Regions from separate parts of the Danio rerio genome. Here region 1 is linked to region 2. The links are chromatin contacts, called in public Micro-C maps. All regions are on one chromosome and are shown on one strand. The core of a region is the stretch at or near the end of the contact, and the rest is flanking DNA. Distances in the headings are between cores, read along the strand shown.

Region 1 (5,284 bases), core at 1,600-4,099, 200 kb before region 2:
ATTTAAAATGTTTGCATTTGGGCGGTTCAGTGGTTAGCACTGTGGCCTCAAAGCAAGAAGGTTGCTGGTTCAAATCCCAGCTGGGTCAGTCGGTGTTTCTGTATGGAGTTTGCATGTTCTGCCCGTGTTGGCATGGGTTTGATTTGGGTGCTCCAGTTTTCCTTACAGTCTAAACACATGCACTATAGGGGAGTTGGGTAAACTATATTGGCCGTAGTGTATAAGTGTGTGTAAATGAGTGTGTATGGGTGTTTTCCAGTACTGGGTGGCAGCTGGAAGGGCTTCGGCTGCATAAAATATATGCTGGAATTGTTGGCGGTTCATTCCACTGTGGCAACCACTGATAAATAAGGGACGAAGCCCGAAGGAAAATGAATGAATGAATGTTTGACATTTAAATGTATTTACTTTATTGTCAAATATAATAAAACTCAACAAATATACAAAATTACTATATACTAAGCTGTCTGAAAGTGCTAAAACTAACAGGAACGACATGATATTAATAAATAAATTAAACTTTTTTTATGTATTAATTAATTAAATTCGGTTATAATCTTTTTTTAGTGAAGTTATTTCAGTTATTTTGTTCATAAAGTATGGCCAGATGCTCTTAAAGTGAAACACACTCTCATATAGAGGAGGCTGTGGTCCTGAGAGAGTGTGTTCTTCAAGACCCCTACAACTAAACAAATTGACGAGTGACCTCTTGCTCTGGTGTATTTACCCGTGACAGGTGTATGAATCACAGCCGCTCCAGCCTGACCATTACAGCTCCGCTCAAACACACCACAGAAGACACACTTCCAGGAGGCCGAGAAACAGGAAAACAATGCTGGAAATCTGTAGAAATCATATAAAAACATGTCAGGTAATTGAAATTACCTTTTAATGACTAACAAACTAACAAAATAAATGCGTTTATGCATTCTTCCCAGAACAGTATTTACAGACATAAAAATGAACAAATAGAAATGGCCAAAACTTCTTATAAACATGAAAACCAGAATGCTAAATGTTTTTACGACATAAAGATAAAAATTCTTTAAAGATTAATTAAAGATATAACAGTTACATTTTAACAGTAAATAAATATTCATTCTTCAGATTCAAATGATGAAATAAATCTGTATTTTACGCTTTACATACTGAACAGCACAAGTCATTAGAAACGGCTACAAAGTATTGTTTGTTACAAAGTATCAGTTCTTTTACAGAGTAGTTTTTGTTTCAAAATCTTTGACTTGTTACAAAGTATCTTTAAAATGTTTCAAAGTGTCATTTCTGTAACAAAGTATCTTTAAAATGTTTAAATTATAACTTTTTTTAAGATATTGTTTCTGTTACAAAGTATCATTTTTATAAAGTATCATTGCTGTTATGAAGTATATTTTAATATATAGATGCTTTCAGCTTTTCTGTTACAAAGCATTGTTTCTGTTGCAAAGTATCAATTCTTTTACAAAATATTGTTTGTTACTTGGTATCTTTGAATTGATAAAAAGTATAATTTTTGTTTAAGTATTGTTTTATTACAAAGTATGTATATATATATATATATATATATATATATATATATATATATATATATATATATATATATATATATATATATATATATATTTTTTTTTTTTTTTTTTTTTTTTTACAAAGTATTGTTTCTGTTATCTTTTGAAATGATGCAAAGTATCCTTTCATTTACAAAGTATCAATCTAGTTAAAATTTGTTTCTGTTACAAAGTCTCTTGAAACTGTTCCAGAGTACTGTTTCTTTAACAAAGGGTCATTTCCATTACAAAGTATCTTTAACCTTTTACAAATTTTCAATTCTTTCACAAAGCATAGTTTCTTTTACACAGTCTCATTTCTCTTACAAAGTAACGTTTCTGTTACAAAGTATTATTTGTTTTTCTAAATATCGTTTTTGTTTACAAGTATCTCTGAACTGTTACAAAGTAATTTTTTTTGCGAAGTATAGTTTCTTTTACAAAGTAGCATTTCTGTTAAAAAGTGTCCTTGAACTGTTACAAAGTAATTGTTGTACAGGGTATTATTTGTAACGAAGTTTCGTTGAACTGTTACAAAGTGTTTTTTCTTTTTCTAAATATCGTTTTTGTTTCAAAGTATCTCTGAACTGTTACAAAGTATTATTAAACTGTTACAAAGTATTGTATCTTTTACAAAGTAGCATTTCTATAACAGCATCACTGACCTGTTATAAACCATTGTTTCTGTTATAAAGTATAGTTTCTGTTACAAAGTATTGTTACTTTTACAAAGTATCATTTGTTACAAAGTATCTTTAAACTGTTAAAAATATCTTTTCTGTTACAAAGTATCATTTTTCTTACAATGTATCTTTAAAATATTTCAAAGCATTGTTTCTCAGCGACAAAGTATCGCTTCTGTTACAAGGAATAATTTCTCTGACAAAGTATCATTTCTGTTTCAAAGTATTGTTTTTGTTACAAAGTATCTTTGAACTGTTACAAAGTATTGTTTCTTAGACATGTTTATTTGTTAGGAAGTATCTTTAAACTGTTACAAAGAATTCTTACTTTTACAAAGTATTATTTCTATTACAACATATCATAGAACTGTTACAAAGTATCTGTAAATTTTCCAAATTAGAAAAGTTACATTTGACTAACGTTCAAATGGAAACATTATACACATGGATACATTGTACTGTTTCCATTGCTGAATTGGAATGTGGAGCAGCTTTAATGATGCTGAATGGAACGTGTATGTGTGTGTGTGTGTGTGTGTTTCAGACTCTGAGTATGGACAGGGTGTGAGGCTCTTTGTGAAGTGTTCTCTGACATGAAGGGCTGTGACCTCTGACCCTGCACTCATATCTGGCCCCTCTGAGAGCCTCGTGCTCAGTGATTTACTCCGGACAGGCGCTGTGACCCTCTCAGTGTGTTTGGAGAGCTGGTGCCGGTCGTGCCGCAGCGTTTCAATGACTCACACTCACAGATCTGGAAGAGCTGCCCATCTGGCCTCAGTCTTCTGTAAAACACCACAAACATTCACAGCTCCAGATTTTTACTGTATGTTGTGACACGAGCTGCATGTTTTATCGTTCTGCACGATATTGGAATAGACTGACATGCAATATTTCATCTACAATATACAGTCAAACTCAAAATTATTCGCTCTCCTGTGAATTTTTTGTTTCATTTTTAAATATTTCCCAAATGATGTTGAACAGATTCAGGAATTTTTCACAGTATTTCATCTGATATTTTGTCTTCTAAAGAAAGTCTTAATTATTATATCTTGGCTAGAATAAAAGCAGTTTTTAATGTTTTAAGCCCATTTTATGGTCGATATTTTTAGCCCCTTCAGCAATATTATTGTTGGATTGTCTGCAGAACAAACTACTTTTATACAGTGACTTGCCTAATTACCCTAACTTTACCCTAATTACCCTAGTTAAGCCTTTAAATGTCACTTTAAGCTGTATAGAAGTGTTTTGAAGAATATCTAGTCTAATATTATTTACTGTCATTATGACAAAGATAAAATAAATCAGTTATTAGAGATGAGTTTTTAAAACTATTATGATTAGGAATGTGTTGAACAAAATCTCTCGGTTAAACAGAAATTGGGGAAAACATATATTCAGGAGGGCTTCAACTGTATATAGCGGCATTTACTGTAGTATAATTTCAGCAGATGAAATGATTAGCTGTGTTTGAAAATAATTAATAATTTTAGATACATCGGGATGACTTTGTTTCACTACAATTTAACTATACACCATGCATAATACATACCTTGCTTACATTAAAAAAATACATTATACCATGCATTACTTAATTGCATAATATACCGTAGTAGCATTGCATTTTATATCTATTCTGGCATTTAGTAAAATGCTTTACTAAAAACTTAAGTTTAGCTTTTTTGAGAAGTTTTGCATAGAGACAACAGCTCTGTCAAGTTTTTTCATGCATTAAAAAATACACGTATAGACTGCCCTATAATACACCAGACGCAATAGGGCGCAAGATGTGTTTGGAGCGATTTGTTGCTATTTTCAGACCAACTCAAGCTTAATATTCCCATTTTGCACCGCATTATTTAAATAGCAAATCCATTTGAGCCAATCTGTGGACTCATGGGTGTGCTGGTCTAAAGAGGAGGTGTGTTAAGCCGCATTGTTGGCGCATTGCTATTTTTGAGGAACTAAAATAGACTGCTCAATAGACCGGCTGAAAAGCAGTCGGTCTATTGATAGTCCAGCGCAGAGCTCGTTAGTTGTGCTCCCCAAGCGCATACACACTGCTGAATACACACAGGATGTACAGCAATACACAAATATCTTTACAGATGAAAACAATTAAGGATTAAAATATTAGAAAAATTATTAATTTCTACGTCAATATAAACACCACTGCCTCCATGCCTTCTTCCCCTTGGGGGGCTTTTTCAGTTTATTCATGACCATTTGCATTAGTATAATGTTATCATTATTGTCAGTATTATTTATTATATGGATATTTATATTTGTTTTTAATGAACACAAGTGTAGATTTGTCCACCTGTGGGGTTCTGGAGACGTCTGCATCACCATATAAGGCATAAGAACAGGACGTGTGTTTGGATATAACTCAGTTTTCTGACCACACTTCATTATTATTGTTCATTTATTCCTTTGCTGGAGATTAGAACTGAATTCTGAAATAGTTTTGAAGCAAATCTTTGTGCCTAATAAAGGAAAATAAATATGTGGGCTAATGGATGTGTTCAGTGGAGTGAGTTTCCACCGTTTCCTCACGCCACCAAAGTAAAGGAGTAAAGAGTAAAAGTAAAGAGAAAGTAAAGAGGCTGAATGGAGGAGGCTCGTTCTTTATCCTCGCGCTGCAGATGCTCTGTTTAACTGTTTTCTCGCTAGTGAAGCATTCAGTTTTTACACTTACAAAGTCCGCCATGTAAATAGCAAATCACGACACAACTGACTCTTAAAGGGAATAAGAGACGAGACTCTGATTAGATAATGCACACTATGCTCAAAACAAACCCAGAACTCATTCAGAGAATAAACGTCGCCTTGTTAGACCATGCGCCAGGGCACAGAGCGTATTTTACCATCCTTAAAATAGCAAAAGTGGATTCAGACATGCGAGGCAGTGCTGTCACCTCACAGCAAGAAGGTCGCTGGTTTGAACCTCGGCTCAGTTGGTGTTTCTGTGCGGAGTTTGCATGTTCTCCTGCATTCGCGTGGGTTTCCTCCGGGTGCTCCGGTTTCCCCCACAGTCCAAAGACATGCGGTACA
Region 2 (5,486 bases), core at 710-3,209:
ATGCCCTTCCAGCTACTACCCAGTAATGGGAAACACCTATACACACTTATGAACCGTCAATTATTTTACTCAGCGGATGCCCTTCCAGCTGCTACCCAGTATTGGGAAACACCCATACACACTCATTAACACACAGACACTCATACACTACGGCCAATTTAGTTCATCAGTTCCCCTATAGCGCATTTGTTTGGAATGTGGGGGAACCGGAGCACCGGAGGAAACCCACACCAACACAGGGAGAACATGCAAACACAGAAATGTCAACTGACTCGAACCAGCGACCTCCTTGCTGTGAGGCAACAGTGCTAACCACTGAGCCACTGTGCTGCCATGAATTAAAATAGGACCAAATTTAACCCAGTGTTTGGGTTAGTCCATATTTCACCCAATTTTGGTTTAAATAATTCAGCATTTCTTAGAATGTTCTTTGGTGCTCAACTGATGAAAGAAACTCATAAAGGTTTGGAAATACTTGAGGGGGAGTAAATATTGAGCACTCTTTCAATTTTGTGTGAACTACCCCTTTAAATGTAATTCATGAACAGCTCTAATCATATACATCCACCATCCCCGCGCAGCGCGCTCTCAGACGGCCACACACACATGCATGCACTCTCAGAAAATGACGTGTACTACATGTTCAAACTATTTTTAATTAGTTGAAACAACACAATTATTTAGTTTTGGGGGGACAACTTAATTGTTTTACGTTCAATACACACTTTTTTAAGGTAAGTGGTTGTAAACAATTCATATAGACTGAATTTAAACAAATTAAATGTAGTAATGTTCAAATTAATGAATTTGTTTAAATTCAGCTCATATTATATTGCATTGTTTGCTGCTATACGCGCCTTAAAACAGTTTGTAAATCCAATGAATCATTTATAAGTGCTTGTTGTCACAATGCAAACTGATTGTGTGGAACCCTGCATCTTTAAAGTGCGCAAACACACACCTGTCTCCGCGAAGCTGATGATCTCCGACGTCTCCTCCTCCAGCTCGTGCATGTACGCCGCGTGCCCGTCCAGATTCGGGATCTCCACCCGCCCGTCCTCGCGCAGCTTCCCGGCGTGCAGCTTCTTGAGCGCGGTCACCATCGCCGCCTTCGGGATGGGGTGTGTGATGTTGGGTCTGTCCCGCATCTGCAAGCGGCTCAAAATGTGTCTCTTCACCGCCTCCAGGAAATCCCCGTCCGCCGGTCCATCCGTCTTGGGGAGCCCGCAGGACGCGCAGCTCGTGCTGGTGCTCGGGGTCTCGGTGTCCGGTGCCGGTGTGCCGCGGATGGAGGACAGGACGCAAACTAAACAAAGCACTTCAAACATCAAGCTTTTCATCTTCCAGGATGCGAGCTGGATGGATGGAAATGAAAGTTCGTATCCGCCTTGATTATTTGTCGCTCTTTTGTTTTCCCTCTAATTAAAAAAAAAGTGTAAGATCCACTGCTAGAGGTCCGGGCTTGGGGAGTGATTAAAACACAAAGCAATTAATCCTGGCTTATGGATATCCCGGACACACAGTGATGCATTCAGTCAAATTCTGCTCGATTGATTCTCCATTTGAGTGAATAATAAAGTCTTGCTTTCAGCGGACGCACTTTTACGCACGAGCCTGGCGCGTCATGGCATGACTGGAAATCTCAGCATTACGCGTCAAATAAAAACCCCACAGACTAAACAAAGGATCTGTTATGATTCCTTCACTCTGCTAACTTAAAATCCTCCATGATGATGATGATGATGGGAGAGAGTGTGAAGCAGTCACCCGCGGAATTTCCAAATAACCATTCGCCTTTTATGTTTGTTAGTTCTTCAATAAAAAATCCCGTCCTCCTTTGTTGGACATTTTGACTTCCAGTGAAGGTTTCCCAGACACTTCTTCATCATCGCTCTCGGTGCTCGGGATGCTGTGTGGGAGCTTCTCTCTCTCTCTCTCTCTCCAGCGAACAGACATTGTGCCGCTTCAGAGCCGCAGGAAAGTTTATATACTGGACTGAAGGACCACGTGGGACGAGCAGCAACTCCAGAGGATTATAAAGGTATCTGATCTGACTGAGGAAATGTGCCAGGACTAATGCGACATTTCAGAGCATTTTAATTTTAATGCAATTCTCATTCAAATGTTGCACAATAACAGAAGTCACGAGAGTCATGCGTTTAAATTAGCCAATAAAAGTGCGCAATATTAAACAAGACAGCATCTATTGATGATAACAATACAAAACGTGCATAATGCCGAACATGCGTATTTTAAGTGATTGTGCATTATTTTATTGAATAGAATTTAAAAAACGCACGAAATGTGTGTGTGGAAAAGATGGAGCATCCTCTTTGACTAAAAACATTTATAGGCAGCAGGTTTCAGTCATGGAAAGCAAATGAGCGACACTTTTTAACAGGTTTGAGTGATTGAACGTGTGAACTCGTAAACTTGTCCAGCAGGCGCCAGAGGAGCTCATCTAAAAATCACTGACCTGCTAAACTCACGGATACTGCTTCAAAAGCACCACTTTTACATAGTCTGAGCATTAAAATAGGCTCTATAATATAGAGTACAGCTGTTTTTAAATAAAACAACGTGCAAATATTTTTAAAAATGCAATAAAAGGGCATTTGAACTCAAATGAGAAGTGATTTTAGATTTATGTAAATAAAAATGAATAGCGCATCACTGATGGAGTTTAAAGTTGTAAAACAGCGCCACCACTCGCTAAAACAAGACATCACATGTCATGCATACTCCGTCACCTTGGAATTGGTTCTGTCTGCGTTCTAAATGGTTTTGAGATGTTGAGTGTCAAAGTTATTGCAATAAATATAGCAAACAGTATGTGTCTAACAGTTCTCTTTCATACATTAACATGACAGAGACCATAAATATACTCTAAATGTAAATTATCAAAATTCTCTTACATTTGCCAATTGGAGTTTATGTTGTTTTGACTCAACATTGGGTTAAAACAACCCAGCATTTGATTAACTTTTAGCTTAAATATGCTTCAGTTTTAATACATAGCCTCTCATAAATGCTGGGTTGTTTTAACACAATGTTGAGTCAAATATTCACAAATCTAACCATTAGATTAAATTTTAAACATTAAATATTTGCGCCAACGTCAGGTTAAAACAACCCAGCTTGATTATAGTGTGGTTATAAGATAAAAGATATTACTTTTGAAATATGGACAAAAATGCTGGGTTGCATAACCTAATGTTGGGTCAAATATGGACAAACTGAACATTTCGTTATTATATATTCTGATTAAGTGTCATAAACATCATGTGACAGCGTCAGTCTGCAAGACAATATGTGTCTAACAGTTCTCTAAATGTAAATTATCAAAGTTCTCTTACATTTGCAAATTGGAGTAAAAAAAACAACAACAGAAAATGCAGATAGGAGCTTCTAATTCTGAAAAGTAAACGGGATTATAGGATTTGTCTATGGCAGATTATTCATTGAAGCATTACTTTTTAACAAATGCAATAAAACACACATATATCAGTGTTGTAACAATATGATGATGCTTGAGAAAGTTAAATTTTTGCTTTCTATACTATTTATTTCATGTTTTAGGATATTTTTTCATGTTCAAATTAAGCATGCAAGGCTGTGCTAAATATTTTACCCAGTGCAGATGTTAATTGTATGTAATTAATATGCTAATATTTATATAACTTTATGATTTATATTAATTATTTAAGTACATTTACTGAATTAAATTAAGGATGCTGTGGTGCAGTAGGTAGTGCTGTCGCCTCATAGCAAGAAGGTCTCTGATTCGAGCCTCAGTTGGCATTTCTGTGTGGAGTTTGCGTGTTCTCCCTGTGTTCGCGTGGGTTTCCTCCAGGTGCTCCAATGATCAGTGAAATATGGACAAACATAACAGTCAAACTCATTCATTTCCCTTCAACTTAGTCCCTTTATTTATTCAGGGGTCCACAATGGAATGAACCGACAACTTATCCAGCATATGTATTACACAGGGGTGCACAGTGGGTAACACATTCGCCTCATAGCAAGAAGGTCGCTGGTTCGAGCCTCGGCAGGGTCAGATGGCATTTCTGTGTGCATGTTCTCCCTATGTTGGCATGTTGGCGTGGGTGTCCTTCGGTGCTCTGGTTCGAGTTCTGGCTGGGCCATTTCTGTGTGGAGTTTGCATGTTCTCCCCGTGCTGGCGTGGGTTTCCTCCAGGTGCTCCGGTTTCCCCCATACACCAGCACGGGGAGAACATGCAAACTCCACACAGAAATGGCCCAGCCAGAACTCGAACCAGCGACCTTCTTGCTGTGAGGCAACAGTACTAACCAATCACCATATCGCCCTTGATAACGAATAAATTAACAAATTAATTACTCGTTCAACAAACACAATGTAGCTACAATTTGAATTGTAAGCAATTGTGAATCAAAGTAAATGTGCATCAAGCTGAATAACTTTGTTTAAATGTATATGAATAATAAAAACGATCGTAAAATTGTCCATATATGGCGTGATGGCGTCACATCCTCGTGATTTGAATATCCTGTGGGCGGGGCGGTGAGGCTGTACGGGAGTAGTGGAGCAGATCCCGGGTGACAGAATTATGTTTTAACCGTTTACATGCGCGATTAAAGTCTCAAGCTCTTCACAGATCAAACTTCAGGTGAGTAGTGTTTCACAGACAATGCGGGTTTGCTCAGTTTGCGAGTGTTTTAGTCAGTTTGGGCAGGCGAGAACTCTAGTTTTGAGGTATTTCCTCGGGTTGAGGCGCCACTGTGCCTTTGTGGGAAAACTTTTGTGATTGACAGGGGTGTCATCCAATGAGAGTGCGAGTAGAGTAGCGTCCGCCTGTTATGTTGTCGTTTGAGCCAATCAGGAGTTAGAGAAGGCGGGCTCTTGCGGATAACAATGAGGAAGGGGTGGTGTCCGCGGACTGGAAAAGTAAAAATCGCTTTAATCTGTTTAAAAACAGGTTGCTTAAAAGGTTTAATGTGTTTTTTGGTGGTATTTATTGTTTTCTGTTGCTAACCTGTGTTTATGAGGTTTGTTCAAACAAGAACTTTGGCTGTAAGAGTGCAGTGGTACGATTACTGTGTACCATAATAGTGAATGATTACCAAATTCAAATACAGCACCATGGTAATATTGTGGTGCTATAATACAAGACCATGTAGAGTATGTTACTGTTTTATTTTCATTTTTTCCAGTCTCAAATATTAAAAACGCCCAAAATACACTTTTAAATGTTTGTTTATCTCCCAAAGTGGGTAACAATGACAGGGGGTCGCTTGAGGATTTCCAAAAGTCAAATTAATTTGATTAAATTATAAGAATTACCACATTTTTACTTGAGTATGATTTTTTAGTACTCTTTCCACCACTGATAGTTACATAAAACAGCAACAACATGCAAATAAAAAGCCATCAGCCTAATAATTTCTCATAGGATTGTGTGTTAGTTTATGTTGTACTTTAGATTAACAACACAGATTGATTTTATA

The links. A called contact is a pair of places that touch in the nucleus more often than the background predicts.
Region 1: a Micro-C map of caudal fin shows a contact between it and region 2, with 20 times the contacts expected there. The contact joins the enhancer-like site here to the promoter of LOC101887111 in region 2. A contact is called at or near these places in 7 of 18 Hi-C or Micro-C datasets (caudal fin, embryo, hematopoietic stem cells and 1 more) and 2 of 4 datasets of contacts at active chromatin or transcription factors (caudal fin and embryo).

Annotation. Positions count from the first base shown.
Region 1 is chr11:46,217,061-46,222,344 of GRCz12tu, reverse strand. It overlaps a transcript of tmem63bb not described here. Among named protein-coding and RNA genes, the nearest start is that of gli2b, 20 kb to the left of the region's middle. Within about 2 kb of position 2,849, at least 21 of the 62 cell types and tissues checked have an H3K27ac peak or open chromatin away from gene starts, as enhancers often do.
Region 2 is chr11:46,018,033-46,023,518 of GRCz12tu, reverse strand. LOC101887111 (inhibin beta B chain) reads right to left here and starts at 1,959. Exons shown (of 2, transcript XM_073917138.1): 1 at 962-1,959. The coding sequence starts at 1,340. It overlaps ralbb (v-ral simian leukemia viral oncogene homolog Bb (ras related)), which reads left to right and starts at 4,515. Exons shown (of 5, transcript NM_001002123.1): 1 at 4,515-4,648. It also overlaps a transcript of tmem63bb not described here.